Linked DNA regions of Danio rerio: region 1 is linked to region 2. Evidence: chromatin contacts called from public HiCAR-type data. All regions are on one chromosome and are shown on one strand. Each heading gives the region's core, a stretch centred on a gene start, on an enhancer-like site or on the middle of the called end of the contact. The rest is flanking DNA. Distances are from core to core; before and after follow the strand shown. Region 1 overlaps sema6bb (sema domain, transmembrane domain (TM), and cytoplasmic domain, (semaphorin) 6Bb). Region 2 overlaps sema6bb (sema domain, transmembrane domain (TM), and cytoplasmic domain, (semaphorin) 6Bb).

What was found. HiCAR-type assays count read pairs that join an accessible place to other places.
Region 1: a HiCAR-type map of caudal fin shows a contact between it and region 2, with 4 times the contacts expected there. The contact joins two enhancer-like sites. A contact is called at or near these places in 2 of 4 datasets of contacts at active chromatin or transcription factors (caudal fin and pancreas).

Annotation. Positions count from the first base shown.
Region 1 is chr8:21,074,075-21,079,302 of GRCz12tu, forward strand. sema6bb (sema domain, transmembrane domain (TM), and cytoplasmic domain, (semaphorin) 6Bb) reads right to left here. Exons shown (of 19, transcript XM_073910233.1): 3 at 2,654-2,807. Among named protein-coding and RNA genes, the nearest start is that of si:ch73-272h24.1, 8.7 kb to the right of the region's middle. Within about 2 kb of position 3,192, at least 14 of the 62 cell types and tissues checked have an H3K27ac peak or open chromatin away from gene starts, as enhancers often do. A contact at or near this core is called in caudal fin, where this site is marked.
Region 2 is chr8:20,852,694-20,857,645 of GRCz12tu, forward strand. The region is part of intron 12 of sema6bb (sema domain, transmembrane domain (TM), and cytoplasmic domain, (semaphorin) 6Bb); the gene reads right to left. Among named protein-coding and RNA genes, the nearest start is that of rorca, 93 kb to the left of the region's middle. Within about 2 kb of position 2,173, at least 6 of the 62 cell types and tissues checked have an H3K27ac peak or open chromatin away from gene starts, as enhancers often do. A contact at or near this core is called in caudal fin, where this site is marked.

The sequences.
Region 1 (5,228 bases), core at 1,942-4,441, 220 kb after region 2:
AGCTGGGTCATTGACAATGTGCTCCTTAATTTGCGTTATCTCTTTATTATTATTATTATTATTATTATTATTATTATTATTATTATTATTATTATTATTATTATTATTAAAGATGGAATGCATTCATACAATGTCTAAAATAAGCCTCTGTTGTGATAAGCATGTTTTTAATTACCAAATGAAAATTCATTTAGATTTTTTTAAGTGGGATATCAAACTGAAAATGTCAGGGTAATACGATAGTGATATCAAAATGAAGAAAAAGGTTTCATTAAAAGAATGAAATTCTTAAAAGGAAACCTTATGAAGTAGTTTGGCAACAAAACAGGTTCACTGCTTATTAAAAATTGAAAAACCTTTGTCTGCCAAATCAAAGTCATGTGGTTCAGTGAACATGCATGAACATGCAGGGGAGAAACATAAAACTGGAAATAATATCCTAGACTAGAGCAGATTGCTGCACATCTGACCTTTTTATGACAAAGCAAGATGTAGAATTAATATTTCTTATGTATTACACATTACAGTAACACTATACAATAGTTTAATAAGGTAATGCATTTACTAACATGATCAAACAATGAACAATACATTTATTACAGTATTTATTCAATGCTTGCTAACAGTAATAAGAAAATACTGTTGTTCATTGTCAGTGCATTAACTAATGCTAACAAACATGAATTAGTATTTTAATAATGCCTTGGTAAATTGCTCTCCATTGTGTTATAAATGGGATTGTTTATGTTTTTACTATATTAAGTTCATTATAAAATGTTACAAATGACATTTCATTAATTTTTCGAGTTATTTTTAAATATCACCAAATAAATTTGAAAATTACACATGGCAAATTTATGGTAATACGGTTTGGAATATTCAACTTCGAACCACAGCTCTCAATAAAGTTTGGTTTTTGTCCTTTTATATGAAAATGTTTGGGCACCCTTGTTTTAGAACCTCAGAGATACACGTTTTTTAAAATAATTATTAGTGTTTATTTTTATATTCTCTATTTTCATGAATATTTTGGTTAAAGTTCTACTAAATTGTGCTATGGCATTTTTATGACAAATCTCTTTGATATATGTAAGGTCACACTTTATTTTCATACTCTGCTTGTTGAAATAAGTTACATTGCAACTACATGCCAACTAATTCTAATTAGATTATAAGTAGACTGTTAGGTTGGGGGTTAGGGTTAGGGTTGGTGTAAGTTGACATGTACTTGCTTATAAAGTTTCTTATCATCAGTTAAATGTCTGTTAAAGGAGCAGTATCAACATATATTAAGCAGATAGTCTACTAATACTCAAACAGACCATCAAAATAAAGGGTTTCCATTTGTAGTTTTGTTTTTTGTTATTTTAACATCAAGTTAAATAAACGAAAATAAGAAATTTCCTTATAGGCTATTTAAACTAAAATGTAGTTGTTCTTATAAATATATTACATAACATTATATTAGTTGACCCTCTTCAAGCAACAAAAAGCATTTTATATTTGTTTAACTACAACCATAATTATATTAGTTGATTATATTAGAGTTGCAAAGTCTTTAGTTTTCGCTCAAAGTTGGATCATTTATTTTCCTAAGTAAATAGGTTTGACATATTGTCAATATAAAAATATAAACGAAGTATTGAAATATCTTACATTTTCTGTGCAAAAATATTTGTATTTTAAGGGATATGAACTCCTTTATAAAAAACAAACTGTTTAACTATTGATTTTATTAACTAGTGACTATTTCAAAAAGGTCGCTGGTTTGAGTCCTGGCAGGGTTTGTGTGCGTTTCCTCCGGGTGTTACGATTTCACCTATAGTCCAAAAACATGGGGTCTAGGGGAATTGGGAAAATATAATTGGCCGTAGTGTGTGAAAGAATGTATAGATCAGGGGTTACTAATTTCGTTCCTGGAGGTCTGGTGCCCTGCAAGGTTTAGCTCCAACTTGCCTCAATACACCTGCCCAGGTGTCTCAAGTATACCTAATATGACCTTGATAAGGTTGTTCAGGTGTTTGATTAGGGTTGGAGCTAAAAATCTGCAGGACACCAGACCGCCAGAAACAAGTTTCATTATCCCTGGTTTAGATGTTTCCCAGTTTCGGATTGCAGCTGGAAGAGCATCCGTCACATAAGATATATCCCAGAGTAATTGGCAGTTCATTCCACTGAGACGACCCCTGGGACTAAGGCGAAGAAAGTGAGTGAGTGAGTTAGTGTTTAGTCTTTTAACCATGTATCCTCGTATGGGTCTTTTGCTTCTGTATTTTTATATGTCGAAAAAGCAATTCGGGAAGCTAATTTTAAAAGTGCTATATAAAATTTAAGTTTCTTATTATATTATTATTATTTCAAGTTCAACTGAGTATAACATAACAGTGAATGTGGCATATCCTGAGTTTTGATTTGATTTTTGATTGGCTGCTTTTGGTCACACACCTGGAGACCCTTGATGTTTAGGGTCAACAATACCAAATGAAACCAAAATGAATTCAAAAAGTAAATTTTTGAGATCTTGCCACATTTGTTTAAACTATATTTTAATTTTGTATTATTATCAGTGCTCTAATATATCCCACTGCCTGAACTAACAATCCACCAATTGATACAAAGCATTGAAGCAGAGAAGATAAAAAAAAAATCTCACCTCTTTTCTCTGTGGTTTAATTGTTTCACAGTTGCCTGAAGGAAGGCCTTTTCTGGTAAGGCATCTGCGCTCTGTAATGATGAGCCTGTCTTGGTGGTCAAACTGCGAGCAGATTAGAGATGTCACCTCACCCACGGACACTGACTGACCCTTCCTGCCAGCAAAACACACCTAACATCATCTCAGAGTAATAAACACATGCTGCTGTGTCACGAACGTTAAAAGCCTCTAGAAAGAAAAAAACATACAGAAAAGTGGCTTCATTTATTTATCTTTAACAGTCTGTTGAATGATAGGCATGTTTTTTTTTTGTTTTTTTTTTGGTGCTGCCTACTCTGAAAATACACAATGGGTTCCTGTAACCATTTAGTTTTCGCTGTGTTGCCCTGGAGACACTAGTTTTTCGATTCAACTCTCTATAAATGTTCAGACGAGTTTGGTAAACTGCTTCTAAAAATGTCAGGCCAGGAGCAGAGGGGTGTATTTCTAGATTGCTGCCCACTCAGGGACGCTTTTGATGAGTTATTTCCCGGCGATTGTGTAATGGAAGCCGACGGTTAACTTGCGCAGGACATTTCAGAGATTCCTGGAGTTCTGCGAAACACTGGACTCGCTCCAAAACACACAGCGAAAGTGTTCCAGAGAATGGCCGCGAAATGTAAACAAGCAGAAATCACAACAAAGATTCTGGGATGATGAATCGCACCGCTTTGTCAGAGTGATGAATACGCAGTGTTTGTTGCAGAAGTCATCTGAGGTTTACTTAAAAGTTTGTGTATCCTAATGTATTGAGACAGAATGTTTTAGATTAATGAGGGGCGTCAGTCTGCTGCGTTTCAAGTATTTCAATTAATAAACTGAAATGCTGATGAAAGTATTTCAGCATATCGAGGCAGCTAGTACTGTAAAACGTAAGATACTCAAAAAACTTGTAGCTTAAAATATATAATTAAAAATGTAAATGAGAAAAAAATATATAAATATAAATATTTATACACTGTAAAAAAGAAAGGAGTTCCACAGAATTCATTCATGTTGTCCCAACACAAATCTATTCAGTTAACTTAAATTTAAGTGGATTAAACAGAAAACAATAAAATTTTGCCTAAAAAAATCTCAAGAATTGTTTTGTTTCAGGTCATCCTAAATACAGCAGGGGAAATAAGTATTGAACGTCATGTATTTTTTTCCTGGGAATGATATTTCTAAAAGGACCTATTTATATAGAATTGAACCAGATTTTGGTAAAAACCCAAACAATGCAAAGTTACATACATAAAAAAAAAAAAAAAAAAACTTATCTGAAATATTAGTTGTGTGTAATAACAATAAAATGGGTGGCACGGTGGCACATTGGGTAGTGCTGTCGCTTTACAGCAAGTAGGTCGCTGGTTCAAGCCTCGGCTGGGTCAGTTACCATTTCTGTGCAGAGTTTGCATGATCTCCCCGTGTTTGCGTGGCTTTCCTCGGGGTGCTCTTTGGTTTTTCTTTGGTTGTTACCAACATCCAGGAAAAATATCAAGTCAACTGCAGCTTTCGAAATATGCTTTCTGAGAAAAATGGTGTTGTTTTCAATACTTATTTCTCGCGCTGTAAGTAGTTAAAACAAGCTGCAACATATTTTTTGAAGTACATACTGTTCCACACAATTCCTTCATGTTGTTCCAGCACAAATCAATTAAGTGAACTTAATTGTTTTTACAAATTTAAGTGGATTGTTTTCCAAAAACACCTTTAGAATTGTGTTGTCAACTCATTTTAAACAAGTAGTTTGAACAAGCAGCAAAATTGTAGACAACATTATTAGCCCTTCTGTGACATTTTTATTTTTTTTAACAGCACAAGGAATTTTTCCACACAGTATTTCCTAAAATATTTTTCTTCTAGAGAAAGTCTTGTTTCTTTTAGTTTGGCTAGAAGTATTAATTAAGTAATACAATAAAAAATAATCATTGTAAACATTATATTTTATTATAATTACAATGGATATTTAATTGTTACTTTAAGTTAGCATGCATCACACAAGATAGTTTAATGTTTAAATGTTTTTCTTTCTTTTTAAAAATATCTTATCACTGTATTAGGGCTGCATAATATATCGCTTCAGTATCGTTATCACAATGTGCGCATCCACAATAGCTACATTGCAAAATATGCATTGTTGAGTCTGAATTAGAGTTGACCAGCAGCTACATGATTGTATTTAATTGCTGTATTTATACAAATTTATTCGACTTATGCAAAAAAAAAAAATTGCAATATAAATAATAATGTAAATAAGTCGAAAACAAGATTATTTTGCTTTCCCACTGGTAGATAAATAAGCTTATTTAAAGGAAAAACTCTTAATGTTGAGTTATTTTTTCTGAAAACGAAAACAAAACAATATTTTTACAATATTTTTTTAAACAAAATTTATTATTTTGTGAAATTTGGAATAGAGACGAGAAACAGCGAAGAATGAAACTAATTTTTGCATTACCTTAATTAATTTTACATACCTGAATACTGTTAGACACCCCAGAAAAGGCATTAAATAGAGTCGAACCATCTTGTGAAACTGTACTCATATTGC
Region 2 (4,952 bases), core at 923-3,422:
ATCTCTACGCCCTAATCCCTTCAAAGCTGTTACTTCACTGGGTAAACCCCTCAAAGAGAGTAGGGCACAGGGATGAACCCTTCCAAATGGAATGCGCTGTGTATCATGATTGATGGGTATGCAATCTTTCAAATTGCTTCATTTTTGTGAAGTCAGTATTTTTTTTTGTACGAAAACTTTCAAAGTGGAGATTTCACAGTGATGCATTAGAAAAATCATTTGGAGGTTTCCAAATAACCTTTCCATTAACAGTTTTCCAATGAACTGCTTTCATTTTCATTTTGCACTGCAAAAAATGTTTACTTTGATTTTGGTCCTGATTCTAGTCTAAATATTTAACAATTCTTAAATCAAGTTGCATGTTCTAGACAAGCAAAAAAAGAGAGAATTTTAAATTAAATTATGGGCTTTATTTTAACGGTCTAGGTGCAAAGTCTAAAGCACATGGCGCAAAAGCATTAAGGGCATGTCCGAATCCACTTTTGCTATTTTAAGAACAGAGAAATATGCTTTGTGCCCTGGCAAATGGTCTAACAGGGTTGTGCTTATTCTCTTAACGAGTTATGGGTGTGTTTTGAGCATAACATGCATTAAACCGATCGGAATCTCATCTTACATTTCCTTTAAGAGTCAGTTGCTTCCTGCCATGGCGCATTTGCTATTTACATAGCGGACTTTTTAAGTAGAGAAACTGAACGCTTTACTAGCAAAAAAAAAAAAAAACTGTTAAACAGACTATCTGCAGCACGAGGATAAAGAACAAGCCTTCTCCATTCAACCACTTAACTTTCTCTTTACTTTTACTCTTTACTTTACTCCTTTACTTTCATGGAAAAGGAAACATTGTACACTCCACCGAAGACATCTATCAGCCAACATATTTAATTTTGTTGGTTTAGCGCAAAGATTTGTTTCAAAACTGTTTCTAAATTCAGTTCTAAATATGCATATAATAAATAAAACTGCTAATAATAATAATAATAATAATAATAACATTATTCAAAAGCAAATTGTCATGAACAAACTAAAAAAAGACCCCGAGATGAAGGCATGGAGGTAGTGGATTTATATTTATTTAGAAAAACATAATTTTTGTAAAATTTTAATCCTTTTCATATGTAAAGGTATTTGGGTATTACTGAACATCCTGTGTATATTAAGCAATGTGTAAGCGTTTGGACCTGAATAGGCACATAAATAACGCACTTTGTTCTGGACTTTAGACTAGTTATTAGTTGGTCAATGGCGCAGTCTAATTCAGTTCCTCAAAATAGAAAAGCGTCAACCATGCATCTTAACACACCTCATTTTTAGACTGGCAAACCCATGAGTCGACAAAAGTGGCGCATGAGAATTTGCTTTTTTAACAACGTGACAAAACGTGAAAATTTGGGCAGCACTGGTCTAAAAAAAGCAACAATTCATGCCATACACTTATTGCGCCGTGTACAATAGGGTCCATTATGTCAAAAGGAAGTGAGTTTTACCTTAAAAGAACTAAAATAATCTGCCAATAGGGTAAGCAGCAAATCATATGTCAAAACTAAAAAAAAAGATTAATTTGTTTACACCACTGGCAGAATATTTTGGTTGTTTCCAGGAAAAACTCGCTTCATTTTGACATATTAGGCCCTATCATACACCCGGTGCCACAAGGCGCAAAACGTGCTTGGCATGTGGCTGGCATATTATTTCTTAAGAAAAAAAATCTAAGTAAGAAAAGCATGCTTTTCAGTGTGGGGTGCACTGAAAAAAAATCGCTTGACAGTATATGAAAGCATCTGTTTAATAAAATTACAATCAGTAATAACTTAAAATGAACATGCAAATCTCTCTTAGTTTGTTAACATACACATGCTTTTTCTTTAAGTGGTATGCAGAACTGCTTTTATATACATTTTGTTAATCTTACACATCTCAATTTTTCCATCCAGCATTTTGCTATATATGCAATATCTCCAAATTTGCACAAAAATACTATTATCCCGGTTACTGAATGCACCTTTCTCTCCTCCAACTGCGATGCCAAGCTTCGTTCTCTAAACTGTCCTGAAGTGATTTGTCTGTGCCGAAGTGACAGCTTTCAGCACTTAAAGACTTTCAGAGAGAACAGAGAGTCACAGAGGGTGAGTCAGTTCAGTTCTTGTTTACGCCCACTCTCTCTCACTCTTTCTCTCTCTCTCTCTCCTTTTCTCACTCGCTTCTTCCTCCTTAGATTTCCTAGCTCTGACATACCTTGTAAGTACAAGCCACAGCTGTACTTCCATGCATCCTTGACACAGGTGAGTCGTGCTCTGCTCTCTTGAGCTCTGTATCTCTCACAGTCGTCTTGGAGCTCCAATAAATGCCTCACAGATCTAGCGTGCCCTGAACAGATCGACACCCACACTGATCCTGGTGAAGTCGCACATGCTGATCTGGGCTTTGTGGCCCATGTAAGGACTGCTTGAGTGTGGTTTGTTGGCTTTGGAAGAGAATTAATGAGAGTCTGTACAGCTCAGGGGCAGGAGGAAGGACAAACAGCTGTTTCCAATAGCATTGAGGGACACATCTGTCACATCTCCACTAGTTTTATTCTGTTGTGGGATTGTATGTGATGCCGTAGGGTAGATAGCAGCCGAGAGTGACCTTCTGATTGACAGCGCTGAAACTGTTCAAAGTGTTCAGATTCAGCAGACACAGTGACGAGACATAAACATAAGTCAGGCAATTTTCTGACAAGGCCTCATTAGCCTCATGTCAGGCTGATCATCAATGTCTGACACACTGCAGACCCTCCGAAATGTCTGACAGGTAAAGAACTCGCAACAGGGACAGAGTAAGACTTCCTCTTTTTAATGCAAGATTATATTTAAAAACATTTTTACAATTTTTTTTTTGAATTCAGTATCTTATGGCCCGTTTCCACAGAGTGGTACGGTACAGTACGGTGCGCTTTTATGGCCATTTCCACTGTCAAAAGGTACCAAAAAGTGAATCGTACCTTGGCACTTTTTGGGTACCCTTTTGGAAGGCTGCCTAGCACAACAAAAGGGTACCAAAAGACGAAGCTAGCTGAATGCTGTTGGTTTACAGAGATACTTCACCATTGCGTATACAAGCAGGAGAATAAAAACAAAGGCAGCGCCATTTTTAAATATACAGCCGAGACATTACACCGTAATATTATATACATATAATAATGAGCCATGGTCGACCCAAGCTTAAACAAACCTTGTCGTTGTCTTGAGCAACAGTCACAAAGCCAAGTAGAAGCACAGAATCTACCCTGATCCTCATAGTTGTTTACAAGGCCGTCTAAAGCATGAGCGGTTTCGCTTTCTCACTTGCGCTTGCCGCGCGTCTAGATTTGAAATAAAGAACTTCTTGAACTGATGATAATAATGTGCGTGTGATTATTGAAGTGCTTCTGACATCCTTTCAGAAATCGACAAATGCAAGAATGAAGCGCGTAATAACAAAGGAGCAAAATATTTTTCAGCAACCTAAGCCATGAACAAGCTTCCATGTTTAACTATTATCATCACCTTTTGGACTATTATAAACTCGGAATGACCTAAGTACTTTCTAACCAGATATTACATGTGCTGGTGAAGATTAAAGATACAGATGAGAGGTTTGCTCTGACTGTTATGTTGTGTGTTTTTTAACCCAAATAAGGACTAAATGTATGCTGTGTGTAGATTTTCTTTAATGGGTATATCGAAGACTGTAAGAGTCTGTATGTGTTCATATATGTTGCATTTATTTATTTTATATAATTGCAGATGATATAGTAGGCTATTTTAGGCTAGTTATAATCAAATCATGTTCATAGAAAGCTTAGTAATGAACATTTATACACAAGTATTTTGTGAAAAGTGCTTCTTATGATATATTACTTTGACATTTCCTCAAGCGAGAATGACGTCAACTGAAACTTTCTGTAATTCTGTAGTACACCATGTCTACCATTGGAACCATTTTGGCAGTGGAAACGCAAGCCTGATAAAAGTGACTCATACCGACCCGTACTGTTCTGTACCACTCAGTGGAAACGGGCCATAACATGGCATTTTTGTAGTATTACTTGCAATTTTTGATAAATTATAAAACTGTGAGGAGTTTAAATCATTAATTAGACTACAGACTAGTTACATGAATGTCAATAGTAATTCATTCATTCATTTTCTTTTCGGCTTAGTCCCTTTATTAATCGCCAGAGCAGAATGAACCGCCAACTTATCCAGCATATGATTTACGCATCCTATGCCATTCCAACTGCAACCCATCACTGGGAAACACCCATGCACTTTTATTTGCACTCAAACACTACGGCCAATTTAGCTTACCTAATTCACCTATGGCGCATGTCTTTGGACTTGTTGGGGAAACCGGAGCACCCGGTGGAAACCCACACGAATATGGGGAGAACATGCAAACTCCACACAGAAATGCCAACGGACTCAGCTAAGGCTCAAACCAGCGTTCTTCTTTCAGTGAGGCGACAGTGCTACCCACTGCACTGCCCTGTCAATAGTAATAAAATTTCTAAATATCCTAGTTTCGGAACAACTCATTTTAAGTATTAAAAATATCAACAAAACGGGTTCAATTTACCTGAGAATCTATACTGCATAAAATAATATCTCATTTTTATAGACTGTGTCTTGAACATGGGTTTAACCAGCAGATTTTAAGATTGTTTAAAATTAAAACAAGTGAAAAAAATACACTCATGACAGAGATTAATTCCTTTTAAACAAGTCTTAATATTTTATGCAGTGTTGCTTCTCAAGTACACTCATCTTTGACTTGATCTTTACGTATTTGAAGTGGGAAAAAAAACAAAAACTTCAATTAATTTTTTGCAGTGTTCATTGGATTTCCATAATATGAAAAATTTAAAATGACATAAGACTGAGTAAAACCATTCCAAAAATATTATGGATTGTATATTTATATTATTATTA